Linked DNA regions of Sus scrofa: regions 2, 3 and 4 are each linked to region 1. A link is a contact called in public HiChIP or PLAC-seq data. All regions are on one chromosome and are shown on one strand. The core of a region is the stretch at or near the end of the contact, and the rest is flanking DNA. Distances in the headings are between cores, read along the strand shown.

Evidence for each region. HiChIP or PLAC-seq counts read pairs in DNA pulled down with a chosen protein or histone mark.
Region 2: a contact with region 1 is called in an H3K27ac HiChIP or PLAC-seq map of skeletal muscle. The contact joins two enhancer-like sites. A contact is called at or near these places in 2 of 47 Hi-C or Micro-C datasets (both in liver) and 1 of 2 datasets of contacts at active chromatin or transcription factors (skeletal muscle).
Region 3: a contact with region 1 is called in an H3K27ac HiChIP or PLAC-seq map of skeletal muscle, with 10 times the contacts expected there. The contact joins two enhancer-like sites. A contact is called at or near these places in 12 of 47 Hi-C or Micro-C datasets (alveolar macrophages, brain, embryonic fibroblasts and 8 more) and 1 of 2 datasets of contacts at active chromatin or transcription factors (skeletal muscle).
Region 4: a contact with region 1 is called in an H3K27ac HiChIP or PLAC-seq map of skeletal muscle, with 7 times the contacts expected there. The contact joins two enhancer-like sites. A contact is called at or near these places in 2 of 47 Hi-C or Micro-C datasets (both in liver) and 1 of 2 datasets of contacts at active chromatin or transcription factors (skeletal muscle).

The regions. Positions count from the first base shown.
Region 1 is chr16:36,952,233-36,955,878 of Sscrofa11.1, reverse strand. All of the region lies in intron 6 of LOC102159433 (a long non-coding RNA gene), which reads right to left. Among named protein-coding and RNA genes, the nearest start is that of MIR9799, 220 kb to the right of the region's middle. Within about 2 kb of position 1,893, at least 10 of the 83 cell types and tissues checked have an H3K27ac peak or open chromatin away from gene starts, as enhancers often do. A contact at or near this core is called in liver and skeletal muscle, where this site is marked.
Region 2 is chr16:37,160,495-37,164,140 of Sscrofa11.1, reverse strand. All of the region lies in intron 1 of LOC106506502 (a long non-coding RNA gene), which reads left to right. Among named protein-coding and RNA genes, the nearest start is that of PLK2, 140 kb to the left of the region's middle. Within about 2 kb of position 1,925, at least 4 of the 83 cell types and tissues checked have an H3K27ac peak or open chromatin away from gene starts, as enhancers often do. A contact at or near this core is called in skeletal muscle, where this site is marked.
Region 3 is chr16:36,743,538-36,747,183 of Sscrofa11.1, reverse strand. The region is part of intron 2 of LOC110257260 (a long non-coding RNA gene); the gene reads right to left. Among named protein-coding and RNA genes, the nearest start is that of MIR9799, 6.6 kb to the right of the region's middle. Within about 2 kb of position 1,688, at least 23 of the 83 cell types and tissues checked have an H3K27ac peak or open chromatin away from gene starts, as enhancers often do. A contact at or near this core is called in skeletal muscle, where this site is marked.
Region 4 is chr16:37,140,150-37,143,795 of Sscrofa11.1, reverse strand. All of the region lies in intron 3 of LOC106506502 (a long non-coding RNA gene), which reads left to right. Among named protein-coding and RNA genes, the nearest start is that of PLK2, 160 kb to the left of the region's middle. Within about 2 kb of position 2,000, at least 7 of the 83 cell types and tissues checked have an H3K27ac peak or open chromatin away from gene starts, as enhancers often do. A contact at or near this core is called in liver and skeletal muscle, where this site is marked.

The sequences.
Region 1 (3,646 bases), core at 644-3,143:
GGGCTTGAGCGTTGCAATTCTACAAAGGGGACTCCCTGAAAATTAAATCTGCTCTCCACATGCCTGAGGTCATATCTTCCTCCCCTTCTCATGTGCAAGAAGGGACAATGTAGAGGCACAAGAAACTGTGCTGACTTCCCATGTACTCCTTAGACTCCTGTGAGAGGTGAGCAGGACAGAGGTCCCCGCAGGAGTAGACATGGCAGCCAAGTTTGATGATTCTCCAAAGTCTCAGCAGGTTTTCCCTCCCCACTGAGTAACTGAACTGACTGTTCTCCTTTGAAATCCACCTTCTTTCCAAGTCCTCTGTGTTCTAGTTCTCCTCTAGCTCTTCATTAGCATCTCACTGAGTTTTCTCTTCTGGCTGTTCCCATCCTGCAGATGGGCCCAGCAGTCTGTCTGGCCCCAGGGACACAAGCACATTGCTCTCTCTGCTATTTGTGCAGCAGCACATCCATGGTGGCCTCTGCTAGGCACTCTGCTATCCACGGCACTCTGACCTCTGGGAAGGATTCTAGCCAGCTGAGCTCTGGCAGCTGGACATCTCTGTGTGGTCAGGATAGTAACCAAGTCAGAGCTGGGGATGGGGGACAGAATTCAGGGTTCTCATGCAGACCTACTCAATGGTTCATTAAGATGCCTTCACTTGTGGGAATCAGAAAACCTAGCTAGGGTATCTGCTGATTTGTGGGCCCAAAAAGTCCCCAGAAGAAGAGTGACTTCCAAGTGCTACTTAACCTAGGGGCTTAAATTACATAACAAATATTCAGGTTTTCTTCTTTTTAGCTGCAGTTCTTTTGTATTATTTTATTTGGGCAGGACCTGGCCTTATGGTCCTGAGATAGCTGCCAACAGTTCTGTGAGCTGTATCTTTATCAGCACCCCAGGAAAAGTTCTGTGGCAGCTGAGGTCACTTGCCCAGTACTGGTTCAATCACTCCAAGCCAAGGGCCTGAATGCCCTGATGGCCTTAGTCCACCATATGATGCTTCCCTGGAGCAAAAGTACAGCCAACTCCCTGAAATGACATAGATCCAAACTTCAAGAATCAAGAGATGCTGGGCAGAAAAAAGTTGATATTGGCAGAGGCAGCCAAACAACCACCCAGATATACTTGTCAGTCTCCTAGCAAATATGAGACCTCACAATTCACCTCCTTTTTGTTTCTGATTTTTCACTTCAACCAGGCATATCCCTTCATGGTTTTTCTGAAAAAGTTACAGCATGACTCTAGCCTTTTCAGCCAATGCTTTTCCTCTCTGGCTGTCTTCTACACCTACTTCTCCAGAAGAAAAAAAAATGAGTCATACCAGAAATAGCATGAGATATCTTTAAATTTAAACACTTTCTCACTGTCTGGGAGGCACTTTTTTGGTCAAAGAGTCTTCATGGGCAAATATACATGCATAAGAGGTATGGCCTGTGATTAAAGGACTGTAAGATGCCATCTTTGTGTGGTTTAGAATGTGTCTTTGTTTTAGAGAAACTAGCTCTATTGTTATAACCTTGGGTATGCTTAATAATAAATAAAGTGATAAGTGACAAATCAGGTAATAGTTTGTACTTCCTAATTGAAGGTTCAAAATTTCCTGGAGCATAGAACTCTAGGAAATAATATCCAGGAGCATGTACTATGTACTAAGTTTATGTAAAACAGTATATCTCTACACACAGAGAGAAACTTTAGACTCACTCCTATATAGGTCTTATATTCTTAAACCAAAAAGGTAATTCTTGCTAAAGAGTCATTTCAGACTAAATCCAATAAGATTTGGCTACCAGGCAAGCCAGAATGCTCTCATCAGAGCAAAAGATTGCTGACCACCACCTTATATTCACACAGTGTGAACAATGGACCAGGCACTTTATTGCAAAAGCAGCCTCCAGTGCCAGATGACAGTCACACACTGTGTGCCATGGAACAAGTCCCAGAGGGACAGCTGAACAGGGTGTGCACAAGGTCAAGGAAACAACAAACCTTTGCAGTCCACACAATGGATATTCAATAATCTGAGAGTCCCTTTTTTCTATCCACTTGTTTCCAACATGTGTCAAAATCCATCTAAGAAAGCACGACTACGTGAATGAAGAGAGATGAAATGAAGAGAGTTTACCAGTAAACTCCACTGGCTTGAGTTTACCCACGTCTCAAATGCTGACAACTTCCAAGCACACGTGTATTTCAGCCAAGGCTGCCAGAGGCAGAGCCCAGCCCCTTAAGCATTTGTGACATCATCTGTGTCCTTCACACAGTGCTGGTTCAGCCTCCCCACCTTATAAATCCTGCGTGCATGTCATCACAGGAGCTCTGGCTTCCTGCTGGAGAAAGCCCCGGTGACCCAGGACTCATCAGCTCTCTGTCCTTGCCGTGGCTTTGACTATTGCCGAGTCTGCATCTTGGCCCAGACTCCAAAGAGTTAGTTCTTTGGAGGGTCTTGAGCCAAAGCCTCAGCTGGAGAGGAAATGTTGGGCAGTGTCTTTTGTCATAGATAAGATTTAATGAGACCAGATGTGTGATTAAAAGAAGTTCAGAGGAAGTTGGGCTGGAGCTTTTTGATGATCGTTTAAAAGGCTTTTACCTCCCCATTTGAGCAAAAAACTTAAGCACATTTAAAGTAGAGGACAGCTATTTGATTTAAGTTGCAAGGGCAAATCCATTGGATTTGAAGCTGGAGGGTTGGACAAATGGAGGAGGAAAAGGTTGAAGTGGGAATAAAAGACAGTTACTAAGAATGAATTACCCCAAACTCAAATTGATCCCTCAGTCTCTTAGAAGCTCATAGCTGCTATCGGGTAATTCTCTGACATTGTGAGACCTTGACCGTTTTGCCAAAGAAACCAAATCTAAAAAGGAAACCTTATACCTTCTTTATATCCATGAGGGGGCATGATTTAGGCTTAGGGAAATATACTTCTGAAAGAGGATTAGCTCCTCAAACAGACAAACCAATAAATAAACCCTAGCAGGAATTTGAAAATTTAGTTTCAGAAAGTTAGACAGTCTAATCCATGGGGCTTTTTCCATGAGTATGTGTATCTAAAAACTAGAGACAATTTGATGTTTTTCTTAAATAGGCTATGTGGCTGCTAGCAACATAAAAGACCATAATTCTAAAAACAATATTTAATGTTTGTAAACTCAGTTTTCTTTCTGTATTGTCATAGGCAGAGAGAAAAAGTGAATTGAGAGTCAGCAACTGGGATCTGGGGTTGAAACTACCACTTAGGGGTCATTGAGTCCTGTGAAAACCACTTGCCTGCCTGAGAATTTTTTTCCACATTTTAAATAAAGAGTATGAATTAGATGCTTTTAAAGAAATGCTCTAGTTCTAAGTTTTAGTGGCTTCAGTTGATTAAACCACAATGAATAATTACATTGCAATTTTGTTTGGTTGGTTAGATTAACTTGCCAAATTATCTGTATAGAAGCCAACTCTTTACTAAACATCCTGAATGGGTCACATCCTGAATAGGGATTTATTTTGGTGAAATGCAACTCTACCCTTCCCCACAGCTTGTGCTTTTTGCTGTCTTGCCTCTTTTCTTGTGGCTTTAAACACACAGTTTCCACTAAATAAGAATGTAGAGGAGACATGTTATGGGTATCATAAGAAAAATGCAATTGTTGAAATTCTCTAAGGTAAGCT
Region 2 (3,646 bases), core at 676-3,175, 210 kb before region 1:
TTGAAAGTCTAATCAAAGGTATGAAAATAGGGAAGTCACAGAATCCTTTCAGAAAATTTATGTATGAAGACTATATATTTAGTTCCGAATAGACAGACATGAAAAACCTTTTTTATAATAGTTTTTTAAGGCCAGCGTTCCCACCATCAATTTCGTTTTTATATTTGAACCTAAAATTAACGATATGCTGCTGTGGGAATGTGTTTTACTTTTTGATAACTCCTTTTTGAAGGAAATATTTTTCTATCAATATTTCCCCCTGGAAGTGAAGTTACTTTGCTCCAAGTTTGGATAGTCTTATGCATAGTACACAGTTTGGCTTTTGTGATGTTAAAAATCATTTACAATTCATTTTCTGAAGGATGTATTTTTAATTTGTAGAAGGATTTAATAAAAATAATCACAGATCCAGCAGTCACCTTATCTCCTTTTCTACCCAGGATAGGAGCAAGCCTCTTGAAATTATGATGCATTTTGCAAAAAAAAAAAAAAAAATTGCCTTTTATTTTGGAATCCTCTCATTGTGTGAAAATTGAAGCTGTCATTTTATGTCCTAATATAAAAAGCTGCAAGGAAATGTTTTGCTTCCCTTTTTAGCCACGAGGAAAAAAAATGATGCTATTCTCAGCAGAATAACAGGGAAGTTTTACAGACTATCTCAGCACAGAATTCTTATACATCACTAACTTCTTTTTCATAGCTTTTTTCCTTGCAACTTTTTACTAAATTGTGCACAAATTTATACTTCAATGAAAAGGTATAGTTGAACAAATATGCTTCAGCTGTATTTCTGCCCAGCCTGAGGAAGACAATTGAGTTTCAGGATTCCTGAAGAAGGAGATGACTGAGTTATCTTTATGATAATATGGGAGGAGGATTATTTACCAAAAACAAGCAAACAAACTTTAGAACATTTCAGCCTTTACATCGTGAAGCATTCTGAGGCATCGAAGTTAGTTAAATGTGGCTAACTGCTATTTAGATATTCTTAAAAGAAGAGTCTATGGCTGGTTTCAGAAATGGAAACGGGTTGTCTCTTTCTCAGACTTTCCATGTGCTGCTTCCATGGCTGAGCCAGCAACAGGGTTTATCAGTTTTCCATTGGAGGGATAATAAGAGGTAGGGCAATATTTGTGAACAACAGTGGCATGTCTCCTATGACTTGCAAACTCTAACAGTCAACAGCCACATGCTTCAAAGCAAACTTTGTCTTCTTGAATTTCAATTATTGTGTACCATTTACTGTGAAAATAAATAAAATGCCTTCCCAATCTTAGCTAGAAATACAGTCAGACTTTTGGTAAGGAGGTACTGATGATTATCTCGACCTGTCAGTATCCCAGGCCTTGACTCTAGTGGGGCCCAAAAGTATGCCTCCCTGGTTTTCTGAGGATTAAGCCAATGTTAAAAAATACTAAAATATTTTATTATATTATATAGAATATATACTAGATCTATCCTTTCAGAATAAGCACCCACAGGGAATTCTTATTCTGGTATCAATATCAAACAACCCCCGAGACATTCTCAAAGTCTAGTGATCCTGGCAGAAATAGAAAGCGCTGATTAAGAGGGCCTAACTAATTATTGTATATTGTTTCCAAAGCATGTAATAGTTAAACAATGGTCAGAAAGGTGTCCTTTTACTTCTTATTTTAAACCTGTAGTTGTCATGGAAAATGAATTCAAGCCTGTGCCAGATTCAGCCTATATGTATGTAGCTAAACCCCTGTGGGAAAATCAGAGGTCATCTTTGCACCTTTGCTCACTGCATGGGTGGATGGGGAGGAGAGTGGGGGAAGTTGTTAAAGAGACATCCGCATCCACAGGGGTGGAGAACTGCCAAATGCTTAACTGGGTTCCCGCAGAGGCCAAGGTGATCAGGAAACAGGTTGCAAGAGTGACGCAGGGGAAGCCTGGTGGAGCTGCTAAACTCCCTCACTTGACACAGAGATGCAGAATTAATGGCCAACACCATCAAGACAGAGTGTAATGCCCTGGAGGGGCCTTCATAAAGTCAAAGGGTTTCTTCTTTCCAGACTGGAAACTGCTCTTAATGAATAGAATTCTCACCCTCGCTGCCAGGCTAAGGGGAGGAAAGCATCAGTTCAGGAGAAATTGAAATCAAGATAACCAAACTTTTTTTTTTTTAGTGCTTAGCATATTTTTCTGCTGTGAAATATGATTTCAGACAAGCAAAGAAAGCCCAAATCCACCCCCCTAACAGTTTGCAAATAGGGACATTTTACTATCAGGCTGGCTAACAAACCTGGATTTTTCAGTTCCATTGTTTAGAGTTCTAATTTGAAATGCAAATATTTATGATTTGTTTTCTTTGAGACTGGGAGACCTCAGCTTGAGAGGAAAGGGAGGGAAAGGGGAAGGAAGAAGGAGAGATTTGTAAGGGGAGGTGGAGAAAGGTACTTAAAGACAAATTCAGATGGTAGGAGTTATTAAGAAAATCTGTGTCAAGAACAACTTAATGCAAAGTGATCAGTCATGGAAGTGGTATTTTAACCTTCTTGACATCTGTAGAATGTAAATAGGGATCTTCATGATTGAGAACAGTGTGATTTCAAGATTCCTTTAAAGTTAAAATTCTTGGAAGCATCACTAACCTAAATGGCAGAAATTTGTGTAGGGATCAAATTCTCAAGAAGGCCAGAGATGCTGCCAAGGGAAACATTTTCCATGCTGACCAGTATGCTCAACAAAACAGACATTGTGATTAGCTTGGTTTAACCAAATGAAACACAGCTTGACGAAATCTTGGCCAGCAGTCATTGCTCCAAGTTCCATGCTTTAGTATTTGCTATTTAAAACACATGTAACACTCATTGGCATTGATGTTCATGAAGGGTTTATTTTACTTGAGAATCTCAAATCAGATATGTCTTTTATTACCATTATTATTTTTATTTTGGTGGCTTCAGTATGTACAATGAAGGCATGAGAGAGAAGTGATTGGGAGGCTAACATTTACTTCTGTCCATTTGTTTCCTCATTCAGTGATTCATCAAGCATCTCAGTTCACTGTACGAGACGTCAAAAATTCAGTGAGGGGCATATCTAGGCAGCCTTGCTCATGAATTTTGCAGTTTGGAGGGGACACTGCATTTAATCAAATAATTACTAACTCAGAAGCATCTCTAAGAGAATCTTGGCCTCAATTTGGGGATCATTTGATTCTTATATTTCTGTGTCTGCATTATCAGAAGATGCCAAGTTTTGCTTAGGAAGCACCCTCAGCCTTTATTCATTTTTATTTTTTACCAAAGTATTTACTTGTAAGTAGGTAGAAGAACCTATCTTGATGCTTAAAATAGAGCCATTTATTGCATATTTCTAATAAAAGCCAGCAGCCCAACTGTATTAATAACTGATGCAATAAAATAATATGAATTACAAAAAAAAATTGGGACATAACTATTTTTCCCCCTTTGGACACTCTAAGTTTATATTTCTGTGAATATCTCAGGATGTTCTGAATGCCCTAAATATCACGTAGCCACCAATTATTGATTTTTTTAACATATAATTCTCTCATCAATTCTATACAAAATTTTCAGACTCAACTAGAAACATTTCCTACTGAAGGATATGGACCCTAAAGCAGAGAGTCCCTGATAGGAGAAATTGTGTTCCT
Region 3 (3,646 bases), core at 439-2,938, 210 kb after region 1:
TAAGCCTCAAGTTTTGCAGAAGCTCTTAAGTGTCCCCAGATATAAAGAAATCTACATGGATAGGGTCTCCTTACAGGGCACAGCCAGATGTGCTAATAGCCTCCCATCCTCAGGGGAATAAATACCCAAGTGCCATCCCACTCTTCCCTCACATCCTATCCCTTGCCACTGACTAACTGACAGCCAGAGGACAAAGGGGTCCCTGGTGTGACCCATGCAGGCACCTCAGGGCACAAAGTTACATGAAGAATGGACCTAGAGGTCAAAGAGAAGATACACAGCAGAGACATCTAGTTGCTTGCTGTTCTGAGTTGAATTCTCACCTCCCCACCAAAAGACATGTGAAAGTCTGAAACTCTTAGTATCTCAGAGTGTGACCATATTAGGAAATAGGGTCTTTATAAAAGTACAGTGGGCCTTAATCCAGTATGACTGATGTCCTTATAAATGAGGAAATTTGGACCCAGACACTGCCCCTCACACCTGAGGAGACACACAGAGAGAAGGCGGCGATAGGACTGGAGTGATACATCTATAAGCCAAGGAGTGTCAGGAAACAGCAGATGATAAATGAGGCAAAGAAGACTTCTCCCCTGGAGCCATCAGAGAGCATGGCACTCCTGACACCTTGACTCTGGATGTCTAGCTTCCAGAACTGTGAGAAAATTTGTTTTTTTTTAAGTCACCCAGTTTTTAGGATGCTATTACAACAGCCCTGAGAGACTAACATACTTGCTAAGGTCTAACTGGCCCTTGACTAAACAGCCTTAGTCTCTGAGTAGACATTTTCAAAATGGACCTTAGTGGAGCTGATCATGTCCAATGCTTTTATTCTACAAATAAGAGCACTGAGATGAAAGACTTCCTCACAGTCATACAACTGGAACCCACAATAAAACTGTAGAGTGCTAGGAAAGCTCTATGTCTGCCCCCACATTGACAGGAGGCTAGTGGAACTATTCTCAACCTGATTGAGCTTAAACATGGCCTGATACTCTGCAATTCTCCTAGGATATCAGCTATGCTGAAGGATTCTCCAGAATGACCGACAGGTGACAACCTTTGCACAACTCCCACATCTCTGCAGCATTTAAAGGGGCACCAGACATTTAAAGAACACAGTTCAGATTGAATTGTAATGAAAACTTGCCTTTGTCCTTTGTTGTGCTAAAGAAAAATATATCATAGCCCTGAGAAAGATCACCATTAACTCTCTAGAACAAAGTGTTTTACTTCTTTGTGAATTATCAATAAAGTTAACCAAACACAGCTCATTGTTTAACGACTGACTGTTCCCTGCATCCTAAAGAAATGATAAGAAACTACACAGTCAGCAATGTAGACCTTGAGGAAAAAAAAACAAAAAGAGAAAGAAAGCAAGCTCCACCCAGAACAAATAGATTTCCTATAGCTCTGTGATGTTCCTTATCTAGAGGAAGGTTTTGTTTTCTTGTCAATCAACAGCCGCAGATCATCTGAGGGTTGGCCACACCTTGGGCTGGGAATGCTCAGGAAGGAATGTGGGAAGGAAGAAGGGAGAGGCGATTTCCTGATGGGTCAGCTGCTGGCAAGTGCCTGGACCCTGGGAAAGTCTTGATGGAGGAATTCCTTTCCTTGGAGAGCAGCCAGAGCAGCAGGAACAATGCTGTGATCCACTGGTGGTGACTCCCAGGTCACAGCTTGAGCAACGCAGGCCGCAGGCAGCAGGTTATGCCACAACATGTCCCAGGCTCTCGTCAGCATGTGGCTTACTCCCTGGTTCAATCCAGAGGCCAAGGCACCATATTGTTCTCAAAGCAAGTTTTCTCCGAGGGAGACAATTCACTTCACAAGAGATTAAAGCATAAGAAAAATGAACTAGGCAAACCAGCTAAGAAAAGTCCCATGAGGACCTCCAGATTGCCGTCTTCTTGGCTGATAGATTTTCCAAAGGAGAGGTCTGTTTTGACTACCACCATGATCCCTTTCAGTGCAGTTTCTGATTTATCTGCAGAGATATAAGTACTGGAGCTGGTGTTCTCCCATGTAAAGCAATGCGGGGATTATATAACAGTTAATTAAGGGGCTGCCTCCCATGCTTTTCACCCATGCCCTCTGAAGACAGCGTGATGAGGAGAGTCTTTCCTCCTGAGCCAGAGCACCACTGACAGTAACACTCATTTAAGGCAGGCTAAAGGAGTTAATTTCCACATCAGTGTTTCTCCCATGCAGAAATATGTCTTCCCTGAGTGCCAAAATTAAGCCTTTGGATGAGGAAGCATTTAACCATTCTAAGGGTTTCCTCCAGTTAGATGGGTACAGAGGAGAGCCAAAATAAACCAAGAAAAATCAATAAAAAGGCTCTATTTGGAACAAGATTTCCTATTTCTTGAGAGACTACCTGCAGCTGCTGTGATAATTTATTTGCAGTATTTTCTCCTGCCTCAGATATGAGTGGGACCCCCTTGGCCCTTCCTCAGTGTTTTGGAGGCCTCCATGGCCTTCAAATCTGGTGCACTGGTGACCTCTAGAGGACACAGTTTTGGTCTAGGCTCAATGTTAAGATGAAAAATTCATTGCTCTGGGAGATGAATACATTATCAATTTTATAGCTGCAAAATAGCTTTTAGCTCTTAAAGCATAAAAAATGTCAAGAAATTATCTTCCTTCAGGTAAAATCTCTGAAGTGCCAAGTGATCCATTTTCCTTGAGATGACAGAGAAGTTTATTGTTGATGGAAATCTAAGAAAAGATGGGCTTTTTTTCTCTGCCAAGAGGGAACTCATTTTCCAAAGGATTCCAACTTGGCTGAACCCCTGAAGACTGGCTTCAGGGAAAGCCTTCAGCTCTCCTTTTCCTGCTCCCCATCCCTCAGTGTCCTGCCCAATTCTTAACATAAGGACTTGAGAGGGGGAGTTCCCTGATAGCCTGGCAGTTAAGGGTCCATGTTGTCATGTTAAGGATCCACTGTCTGTGGCACATGTTCTATCCCTAATGCAGGAATTTCTTCATGCCTGCCACAACCTCAGCTGAAAAAAAAAAAAAAAAAAAAAAAAAAAACACCTTGAGAATATCAGAATGTCAGCAAAAAAGTTACACTCGAATCCCTCTAAGCTGAGAGGGCTTGGCATTTCCCAAAGTTGAGGGAAACCACCAGCCATGCTTCTCCACATTTTCTCTCAGCAGCAGAACTTTTCAATCAGCTAAGTGAGGTTGGGGAGGATCTAAGGCCCACAGAGACTGTATGGAGGCAAAATTGTGCAAAGAGGGGTTAATGTCCTTTAGGGTCTTCCCAAATTCCTGGGACAGAGCTGCCTCTCTATTCATACGTGGAGCCAAGACCTTGACTCACTTCCTCTCTTAAGCAGTAACATCTACTCCATGTTACTTATCAATGGGGACAAAAATCAGCCTAAGACCTCAGCAGACTATGTAAGACCACTTACAAGTGGGTCACAGCATCAATGGATAAAAATTATTTTTATTTAAAACCATCTACATTCTGGGCATTTGTCAAGTACTTATTAAACATCATCTCTCATTTTCACAACAGCCCTGCGAGGTAAATGTTATTCTCGTTTTACTGATAATAAACTAAAACTCAGAGAGCTCAACTTGGCAGTCACACACATCACTGGAAGTTTGCTCATATGTGTGGTGCTTCCAC
Region 4 (3,646 bases), core at 751-3,250, 190 kb before region 1:
TCTATCACTCAAGATAGAACTTAATGGAGAACTTAATGTGTGTTAGGCTCTGTTGGAAATAGCAACTGTTGCAAGGTGAATTGCTGACCTTTGAGGAGAATTTCAATCCAGCTGGTGCTAAGATGTATACATATAAAAAGTGACCCACGATGAAAGATAAATATGACCACTGCCAAGTAAGTCCAGCAAGTAGTAATCACTCCTGAGATTCTATGGAGAGGAAGATTAATGTGAGCTTTCTTCTCTCAGCAGGACTTCCCTTGGGAATCTGAAAAATCAGTAGGCTTCAGATAAAGCAAAAAGAAGTGAACTAGGAACAGATGGCAGAAATCGATATGAGGAGAAGATGTTGCATTTTCTAAGTGGGAAGTTCTTAACATAATCTGAAAACTATAGTGGAGGTAGAGTATTTTGAAAAAAGACTAAAAACTTCAGTCTGATTCAGAGGAGATGGATGCTGAGGTCTGTATTTCTATAAAGTCAATCTGAGCAGAAAAGGACTGTTGGGATAAGTGTTATCTGAAGGTTTTGATCTCCTAACACTGACTCCCTTTAAAGGAAGTGACCAGACCTTGGAGAGTGACTGATGAAACAGGATATGGTCACTTTCGGTTTGGGGTCCCTTCTGGTGTGTGAGGAAGTCAGTGAAAGGGTGGCCGCATACCACATTCTTGGTCTCATCAAACCCAGCCCAGGTGCCTAAGAAAATTCCAGAATGGAGCTAGGTTCTGTACCATGGAACAATCTGCCTTCACACACACAGGCCTATTATCCTCACACTTACACCTCTCCTGCCACCATTGCCAGCACAGCTACAAGCCCCAAGCAGACACATCTGAGTGGTAGTGAGGTGGCAGGGAGCCTTGCATCTCAGGATCAGTCTTTTGGCCTGTGGATTTGTGTTCTTTGTTGTTTTTACATCAAAGGAATTTCAAATGACTATTTCCATTTTCAAAGCCAGGGTTGCAAATAATTAGCAATAGATGAGCATCCATCTAAAAAACAGCATACTCTCAAACCCCAAGTTGAGTCTCAGGTTGAGCATAAAGCTGTCATAAGCTCCCTGGTGTCGGCACCAACTGTAGAGGCCTAGGAGGATGGGGAAGTGGGCAAGGAGCCCAGTTTCTCTGTAGAATGCTGGCTTCTGAGACAGGTGCCTGGGATGGGAGTGAATGAGTGTCTGAGAAAAGGACTTGTACCCAGGAAGAATTATTAGCATTGCATTAGTGATAAGTCTGAAGACAAGAGGCAGGCAGTTCTCCTGTTTTCCATTATTATGTGAGCTGAAGAATTTACCCAGTGCAAAACAAATGGGATGCACCAAGGAGAAGCTGCCAGTACATGAGGTCTTTTAGAAGGTCTGTAGAGATATTTGTTGACACTGGTTTGGGATGCAAAATGCCTGACTTGTAATTCTAGTCATAGGCAATGTGCATAACATCAGGGCACATGTGTCTTTGTGCATACATGGGGAGTGGGGAATGCAGTTACTCTGAAAAGAGATGTAATTTCCCCATCCAAGATGGCTCATTTATTTTGATAGCTGCAAATGCACAAAAGAGCCCGGGCATAGCCTTTGGTTGCAGGTGTTCCTAGGCGAGGGGAGATTGGCGGGGGCTGGATGGTGGAAAACCTGCAGACTTCCTCTCCAAATAGAAGCTGGGAAATCATCCAACACGTCCCACTTTCCTGAGAGGAAGCAAGATGTGGGGACAGGAAGGCTGTGTCAATAAAGCAATAAGGCAAAACCTTTTGCGATTGTTTTTGCATCACAACTAGTCTGCAGCCAAGTTTATGAAATTTTGATTCTGAACAATTGCAATTTACTGATATTCTTCAACAAAATTGAAGAGGAGCTGAGTTTGTGGTCCTCCCGTGAAACCATCTGTAGAACAACACAGAAAGGAAACCTGAGAACGGGAGCCTCCCTTGTCACACCAAGAGCGCTAATTAGGGCATGGAAGATTGCGCCGCTGCTGCGTCACAACCGCCCAGAAAGGGGAGGATGTGCACTTCCCAGGAGGGGTTTCCTGCTTGGGCAAGTGGCCTCAGCTCCAAGACCTTCCTAACCTTGACCTGAAAAATAACCCATCCCACGATTCTTGAGTGGCTTCACCAAAGCCCTCCATGATGTTTCCAAAAGACTCTAAGCCAGCTCGTCCTTACCCTCACCAGCCCCCACTCCCCCAAATACACCGTCTCTAGTTTCTGGCCTCAGATTCTTTGGGGTGATGACTCAGTTGAATACAGTAGAGTCCTTCCCAACCCCATCAGCCCCTCCCCTTCTTCCTCTGATTATAATGGCCTCAAATGTCCCTTGTGCCACACTACGTCATCCCTCTCTAGCACAGCTGCTTCTGGGACAGAAATTTACTTTGCTTCCCACTGCTCCTGTGCCCACATCTAGGAGGGGAGAAATGTCAGGATGGTTTAAAGAAAACTCTTGGCCTGGGGACTTGAATCTAATGTGATGATACCTCAATCACTTTGACGAAATCTCTGAATCAAAATAGCTTGGTTGCTGCAGCAAGTTAGTTTCCTATTTTAAGAATTTAGTGCCATGATGTATCTGAGGGGAAGCTTTGTGTCCTGGTAGAGGTATGGAAAAACAGTATGGAGGTCTACCGCATTAGGCAAAGCTATTGAAGGTGCACACTGGGTGAAAAAGTGAGAAAAAAATGGTGAAAGGGTTTTTAGACTGGGACTTGTAGAACTGCCACCTATTTTGTTTTCTTCCAGTCCTTCATCTAGTTAACAAATCTCTATTGTACACAAACTAGATGCCAGTCATGGTTTTGAGAAATGGGGATACAAGATGAAGCAAAATCAGATTAAAAAAAAAAAAAGCATTGCTAAAATAGAGTGTATATTCTTGTTCAACATATATCTATAGAATGTCTCTATTTTCCAGAGATAGCTCTGGTTTCCTCCTACTATTTCACATAATCATTAGTGCCTCACCCCTTCACTCCAAAATGTCCCTGTTTGGTCAGTAGTTTATATGGACACACTCACTCTTATATACAGGGGGCTCTGTGAAGCGCTGAATGTACAAGAAGAGCTGATCTTCAGGAAACTCTTCAGCAAGGGAGCCAAGGACACAAACAAAATAATTACCATTCAAAAGTGCTGTCATAGAAATAAGTACAAGTTGCTGAGAGAATTTGCCTAGATCTTTAAACAAATAGTAGCAGTTGGCTGGAAGATAAGGGAAAAAAGATAAAGAGGTGGGATGAAAACAGATTAGAATGTGTTACTTTTTTTTTTTTTTTTCTAACTGGAATAGATGGAAAACACATTCTGTGCCCCTAAGGAAAAGACAGTGAAAGGAAATGGCCTGTTTGCAGATGTGTATGCAGTGCAAAGCCCAAATAATTTGAATATGACAAGAAATCAGTGTGAAAAGGAAATATATAGCTTATGTAAATGTATTTTTAAATATCTTATGCTCTTTTTCATACCTGACCCCATCTCTGCCCTATATACACACACACACAGATGAAGACTGGAACTGACACGTATATGTGTGTACATCTTTATGCACATGTTCCATAGTTATACACGCATTCCATTCTTCAGCTATGTGATAATCTAGGGTAAGAGAAGCCTTAGGTAAGAGGGACCCCAGAGGGGGCAGACATCTCAG